Linked DNA regions of Sus scrofa: region 2 is linked to region 1. The links are chromatin contacts, called in public HiChIP or PLAC-seq maps. All regions are on one chromosome and are shown on one strand. Each heading gives the region's core, a stretch centred on a gene start, on an enhancer-like site or on the middle of the called end of the contact. The rest is flanking DNA. Distances are from core to core; before and after follow the strand shown.

What was found. HiChIP or PLAC-seq counts read pairs in DNA pulled down with a chosen protein or histone mark.
Region 2: a contact with region 1 is called in an H3K27ac HiChIP or PLAC-seq map of alveolar macrophages. The contact joins the promoter of SAMHD1 here to the promoter of C17H20orf24 in region 1. A contact is called at or near these places in 1 of 47 Hi-C or Micro-C datasets (liver) and 1 of 2 datasets of contacts at active chromatin or transcription factors (alveolar macrophages).

What each region holds. Positions count from the first base shown.
Region 1 is chr17:39,867,159-39,870,686 of Sscrofa11.1, forward strand. It overlaps C17H20orf24, which reads left to right and starts at 1,691. Exons shown (of 4, transcript XM_021077901.1): 1 at 1,691-2,023. The coding sequence starts at 1,910. LOC110257439 (a long non-coding RNA gene) reads right to left here and starts at 1,622. Exons shown (of 4, transcript XR_002340025.1): 1 at 567-1,622.
Region 2 is chr17:40,169,812-40,173,581 of Sscrofa11.1, forward strand. SAMHD1 (deoxynucleoside triphosphate triphosphohydrolase SAMHD1-like) reads right to left here and starts at 2,066. Exons shown (of 16, transcript NM_001292105.1): 1 at 1,792-2,066. The coding sequence starts at 1,999.

The DNA.
Region 1 (3,528 bases), core at 441-2,940:
ACAAGAGTTCCCGTTGCGGTGCAGCAGAAACGAATTGGACTGGAAACCATGAGGTTTCGGGTTCGATCCCTGGCCTTGCTAAGTGGGTAAAGGATCCAGCATGGTGCAGGGTGCAGATGAGGCTCAGATCCCAAGTTGCTGTGGTGTAGGCTGGCAGCTGTAGCTCCTACTCAACCCCCAGCCTGGGAACCTCCATATGCCTTGGGTGCAGCCCTAAAAAGAAAAAAAAAAAAAAAAAAATCTAAGGTTGAGAATGCAGATTTTAGAGTTCCCGCTGTGATGCAGTGAGTTAAGAATCCCACTGCAGTGGCTAGGGTCGCTGCAGAGGTTCAAGTTTGATTCCTGGTCCAGCACAGTGGGTTAAAGGATCTGTCCTTTGCCACAGCTGAAGCTCAAGTCGCAGCTGCAGTTCAGTTTCAATCCCTGGCCCTCAAACTTCCAAATGCTGCGGGTCTGGCCCTAAAAAGAAATAAACAAAAAACCACAAAAAGGGTACATGTGCAGATTTTGAAGTCAGACAGACCCAGATATTAGTTGAGCAAGTTACTTTGATTCTATATACCCACCTCACTGGAATGAAGTGCCTTGTTACACAGCACAGCAAGCATGGCACCACCTGGTGGACTTATTGAAATGCCGATTGTGCACTCTGCCCCAGAATTTCCAATTAGTAGGTCCGGGATGGAGTCTGAGAATGTTTTGCTTTGTTTTGTTTTCCTTCATTTTGGGCTGCACCCACAGCATATGGAAGTTCCTGGGTTAGGGGTTGAATCAGAGCTGCAGAAGCCGGCCACAGCCACAGTCACACTGAATCCGAGCCACATCTGTGACCTATGCCTGAATTTGCAGCAAGGACGGACCTTCAACCCACAGCGCGAGGCCAAGAATCCAACTCACATCCTTCTAGGCACTGGTAGGGTTCTTAACCCGCTGAGCCAAGACGGGAACTCTGAGGTCTGATAATTTGAATCTCTAATCAAGTTCCCAGGCGATGCAGCTGCTGCTGCTCCAGAAAAACACTTTGTGAACATCTAACCAAGTCCATAGCGAGGACACAGTAGATGAATACTCAAATATGCTGATACCTAATAAAATACTCTTTCCACTTGCTCCTCTGCAGCTGGTTCCAACATGCTATACACAGTTTCAGAAAATCATTTCCCCTCTTTGGATCTCAAGGCATACATTTGCCAAAAGACGGTCCAAAAGAGGGTGCTAGGCATGAGGAGACCCCAACTTATTACAGAAAAATTTCTGAGTTAACTTCCCGAACAAAGTCCTATAGGACTTGCACGGTTAGGAGGGAAAAAAAGCAAGGGCTTAAATCCAGAAAAGCAATTTGTGGCTCCAGGGAAGCAAGGTTTGGGCTTTAAAAAGCGCCTTGGGGAATGAAGGGCTGCGTTCTGTCCTGCTGCTCCTGGGGTCAAGCTAAAGTGGATTGGGTGAGCCTCATGTCCAATCTCCGCTTTCGCCTCAGACGCCATTCCTCCGTCTCCATAGCGCCTCCTTGCGCTCGTGTCGCCGTCCCCACCAAGAGTGTCCCTTCCTTCTCCCTCTACCGCGCTGCTGGCGGAAATTTGTCATGACTGCCGCGCGTAGGGCGCTTGCGCCGAAGCGATAGCCCCTCCTCTTTCGCTCTACGGCTGCGCGGCCGTGTATTGGCTGCGTGGGCACGTCGGCGGGAGGACGCGCGGTGCTGCGTTGCTCCGCCCACCGACCTCCTGGTCTCGGCCGAGAGAGCAGAGCCGGGCTGCCTGGTTAGGTGCGGGCAGCCGCAGGCGCGCCGCCGAACACGTCCGCTGAGTGCCACCACCACCGCCCGGCGCCCCGTGACCCGTGACTCCAGACCCCGACCCCTTTTAGATCGGCCCGCGCGCCCCAGGCCCGGCCCGGGCGGCGCGACGGGAGGATGAGCGGCGGGCGGCGGAAGGAGGAGCCGCCTCAGCCGCAGCTGGCCAACGGGGCCCTCAAAGTCTCTGTCTGGAGCAAAGTGCTGCGGAGCGACGCGGCCTGGGAGGACAAGGTGCGGTGGGGCCTGGCGAGGGCGCACGTTCGAATAGTCAGCTGGGACTCGGGGACGAATGGACAGGCCCGAGCCTGCACCTGCCCGGTCCGGACGCAGTAGAGTGGTGGGGCATGTGGCCCAAGGGTGTCTGGTCGAACTTGGCGGACCCGAGCCTGACGGCTGGGCTCCGGGCTCACCACGGAGTGATCTAAGGGTGAAGTCTGCTGGGTCAGCAAGGAGGGGCCGGAGGAGTTGCCCCCGGTCCCACCTCCTCGGGCAGGTCGTGTGCCTGAGCAGTGGGAATGAGCTGAGTTCGATTAGATCTCCGCATTTTACTCCCAGTAGGATCTTGAGTAAGTGACTTATCTTCTCCAAATTAACTACTTGCTACCGTCGTTAGCACGAACAGTAACAGACTTCTACTGAATACTTGCTGTGTGTCAGGCGCACTCTGCATCATCTCATTCACGTCTCAGAACAACTGAGATGGGGTGCTGTGGTGCCTTACAGCTTTAGCACAGTGAAGCGTACTAAAGAGGAGCTGCCACTGCTTACTGAAAAAACCGTCCACTTAAATAAGGGTGAAGAGTTGAGAGGGGAGACTGAGAGCTTTCAGGGGTTGAGTGTGTTTGTGAGAGAGAGGGAGGGAGGGTGGAGGAGAAACCACCGCATGTATGTGAGAAATGTTTGGGAGACTTCGCAATGTCTTTACTGATCAAATACATTCGTAAGATCTGAGTGTAAACACTTCCCCAGCTCTGCTCCCTGGTGTAGAAGGAACCATCAGAAACAACTTGATTCCCATTATCCTGAAAAGAATGTTGTGTTTGCATTCTTTCCCTAGTTTTTTTGGACTGCAGAGGTAGGTATTTCTGGAAGAGGGGCAGGGTTGGGAGGCACTTCCTGAAGGTCCCTCTTCCTGTCCCCAGTCTGCTGAGCTCTCTGTAAAAACTTTCTACTTTGCTGTGTCATTTCTTTCTTTCTTTGTATAAGGACACATTTCTGCAGTCTAGGGCAGGTCAGAAGCCTGAGACTTCCATGTTCTTACATAAAAAATTAGATATGCTGGAGTTACTTTTGTGGCTCAGAGGAAGTGAATCCATCAAGTTTCTATGAGGACTTGGGTTTGATCCCTAGCCTCGCTCAGTGGGTCCTGGATCTGGCATTTCTGTGAGCTGTGGTGTAGGCCAGCGGGTGTAGCTCTAATTAGACCCCTAGCCTGGAAACTTCCAAATGCCATGGGTGCAGCCCTAAAAAGTAAAAAACAAACAAACAAAAAAAAACTTAAAATTTTTTTAAAAAATTAGACCTGCTTCCAGCACTTTTGTTTCTAATCTGTTCTCTTCTTTGTGACTTACTCAGAATGTAGTTTGTGGGAAGGTGATGCTGAATTGGTTAACAGTTAACCCTTCTGCCTGTGGAGTCTGTCCAGGTCTCCCCAGGTGACATAATAAGAGTTATTTATGACGGGTAGCTCAGTTACTATCACACTTTCATTTTTACAGCTTCTAAAAAAGGATAAA
Region 2 (3,770 bases), core at 816-3,315, 300 kb after region 1:
AACAACAACAACAACAAAAGACCAAAAGACAAATAAAAAAAAAAAAAAAAGAGAAAAATTATTGCAATAGGGAGAACATTCTGATCTCAGAAGTCTACAATTGGCTCAAAATCAAACAAAAAAGAAGGTGTCTTTTTAATACTGTAAAGGAGGGGCAAGCAGAGATTAAGTAAAATCTTTGCAGGAGAAGTGACCCCAGCCCGACAGGATATTGTCCCACTGTGGTCAACTGGTTCCCTGGAGAAGTTAATCACGGGGCATATTCCACTTTTTTAGTGTTTGCTCTAGGTTGGGGGCAAATAAGAGTTCAGAGGTCAGTAGAAGAGAGAGCAGACTGACTAAAGTGTAGTCAAAACAAAGCAGGTAGTAAGAAATGTACAGTTATGAATACTTGGTCAGTTTCTACCAATTAAAAGCACATAATGCCCTCCGCTAGTATTTGACTGTGGGTCAAGAGGACAGATCATCATGAAGACTGATGAATCTACAGGACACCACCGAAAGAGAGAATCAACAATATAGGCAATCATATTTTGAAGACAATAAATAAAAACAACTTCATCCCCACCTATTGCTACTCAAAGAAAAATTTCATTCCCAGAAGTGGTGGAGAACAAAAGGGAAAAAGGAAAAAAAGAAGTACAATTTCCTACACCCATTAAGCTATCTTTAAATTTAAATCTTCAACCACTAAAGTTCCTCCCACCCTAGTCCCCTAGCCTAAGCAAATAAAGCTCCACCCTACAACCGCAAAAGTTTGCTGAATTTGCAAATCACATTCTCTTCCTATGGAACACTTCAGAGGGTAAAGAATAGGTTAAGCCTCACACCCCTTACGGGAAGTTGAGTAGATTTCAAGCAGATGGATACTTGAACCTGAGCCAGTAAAGTCGCACACCCAACCCACACATCTCCCCCGTGTGATGCGGCCAAGTTGTGGGCTCCTGGGAGTTCACTGGTCAACTGAACCACCCGACCGCTCTGATTTAGGGAGGGAAACTGCTTTTGGAGAACAAAACATGATCATGGCCAAGCTCTGCAAGTACAGTCATCAAGCATGTATGTATTGAGCCCAACTGGGATGCTAAGGTAGGTGATGGGGATTCAGAGATGAGGAGAAAAGTTCTTTCCTCTTTAGAAAAATCCCAAGTTGGGAGGGGAGCAGAGGAAATAGAAACTTTAAAGCACCCAAATATACCCTCCTCACGTGGCAAGTGTTCATGGAGCTGCATCAGCAGAGCGCGCTCGGGAGACAGCAACTCTCCCTCCCACCAGGCTCTCCGAACTGAAAAAGGGAGCTGAGTCCCGCGTGTCCGGCGCCGGCGGGGCAAGTTCCTGAAGAAGGCCACCAGAGTCAGACCAACTGCCACCCCCAACCCTAGGTTCGCAATCCCCAAAGTCTGCTTCATTCCTACGGATCCCCGACCCCAGACGCCCCCCCCCGCCCCTTTCTCCTTCATCCATCACTCCTGGGAGCCGCCGCCTCAGTCCACCCCTTTGGGTGCCTCCGGCGTAAAGTTCCCTTCCTCGCCTCAGGCTCCTTTCTCCGAGTGCTCGCCCCCTCAGGTTTCCGTTCTCCGCCTCAGGTCATCCCTCCTGGGCGCCCCGCTTCAGGTCCACCCCTTCTGGTGCCTCCCGCGTTCGGGCTCCCTCGTCCACTTGGCTCCTCTTTGAGGCCCCACGCTCATTACCTCAGAGCGCCCTCTCCTCAGGTCCGCTGGCCCCACCTCGGGTCGCCGCCACCCCCCCCCCCCCGCCGCCCCCGGCCCCTCAGCCCTCCAGCCCTGCTACCTCGGCAGCGTTCCAGCAGTTCAGAATCGCCGAAGCCACTGCGATTTAGGAAGCCGCACACCTGCTCCGGGCCCCAGGTCCGGTGGTCAGGGTGGAGGTTGGGGCCCAGGGACCTCTCTGCCGCTGCTGGAGGGGTGTTTGGCGGGGTTGTCGGGCTGCCATCGCACCGGGGTCGCTTGGAGGGCTGCTGGGAGTCGGCACTCTGCATGGCTACACCCAGCAACCGGCTCAGCACAGCCTAGAACCCCGGCGCTCTACCCACGCGCAGGCGCACTGACAGTCCGGCGCCTACCGCGAGTCAGCTAAGTACTGCCAGCCCCCAGGCCTCCCGCGCAGGCGCACTGACAGCTCGCACCTTGGGACCAGGCCGGCCACCCATCTCAGCACCCCCACGCCCCCCAGCCCTCGCGCAGGCGCAATGACCGTCCAATGGCCCTAAACCCCACCCGCACGTTTTCGATAAAGGGAGTGAATGGAGGCCGAACTGAGGGAGGTGCTGGTAAGGGCGGGGGAGCCTGGAACGAGTGTGCCTGGGACGTCCCGCTACAGTCCAGAGCAGGGGCTCTTCTGGTGAACTGAGCTAATGAGTACCCCAGGCTTACCCTTGGCGGTGTTTCAGATACCCTAAACTTAAAAAAAACCCTCAAAGGCCTTAAAGTTGCCCCTGTCTTCCCAATTAAGAGAAAAATTGGCAGGAAGCTGAACTGGAAGATGCTGGAATGAATTCAAATCTGATGTGAAGGTGTTTTCTTACATTTTACTGTTGTAGAATTCCCAGAAATCACGTCAGAGGACACCCCAGGAAGATGGAGAACAGCTTTATTAACACTCGTGGGTCCACGGGGGAATTGCTTCCCAATCATGGACCCCAAAGAGAAAGGGAGAGATATAGTGCTTGCTGACATGTTTTACATGCTACATTAACTTTTAATTATGTGCAGGATAGAGAAAGATGTATAGCTGTGCAAAATGTCTTACATTGTTACTCTGATAATTAACCTCAAGTACAATCCAGCTATTTTCAAATATCCTTAGAACAATTGGGGCCTGGAGTTTCTCAAGTCCTAGAGACTTTGCTTTTCTCAGAGCCCTCATATGGGTCAGCTTAAGTTAACCAAGATGGACGATGGTGGCAAGATGGCTCTACTCTTGTCAAGCTCCCTATTCTCTTTTTCCACACCCCTACATTACCAGTTTTTAAGATATGCTGGGCAGAATTCCCGTCATGGCTCAGTGGTTAACCAATCTGACTGAGGACCATGAGGTTGCAGGTTCGATCCCTGGCCTTGCTCAGTGGGTTGAGGATCCGGCGTTGCCGTGAGCTGTGGTGTGGGTCGCAGACTCGGCTCGAATCCTGTGTTGCTGTGGCTGTGGCACAGGCCGGCGGCTACAGCTCTGATTCCACCCCTAGCCTGGGAACCTCCATATGCTGTGGGAGCAGCCCTAGAAAAGGCAAAAGGACAAAAAAAAAAAAATATATATATATATATATACTGGGCAGTTAGAGGATCCTGGGGATGCCTGTCTGTGAAGTTTTAGCCTATCTTCAGGTTTCCACACATGAGCAGACTTCAGACTTCTAAAAGAATTCTCAACCCTTCTCTCCATTCCAACTCCCTGCCCAGAGGAAAGGAAGTGGCCAATTTATTTTCAAGGACTTTTACTACCTGCTGGTAACAGCTTGTGGAAATAGCAGGGATCTTCCTCTCATTTTTGCCACTCTGAGGCAGGACACAAACTTCTCTATAAATCCTGGTTTGTGCAATTAACTGGTAAAAGAACTACTACTACCAATACAAGTTCCTGTCAACCCAGCCATAGACCCATCTAGGAGATACAGGGTGAATGAGATAGATTATCAGTAAGCAGCGTAAACTAATCAGTGGTCTAGCATTGAGCAAAATATTTTGAGCAAACTCTTAGTGTTTTACTGTGTGCCAGATACTGTTCTAAGGGCTTTACAAATATTAATTCATTTA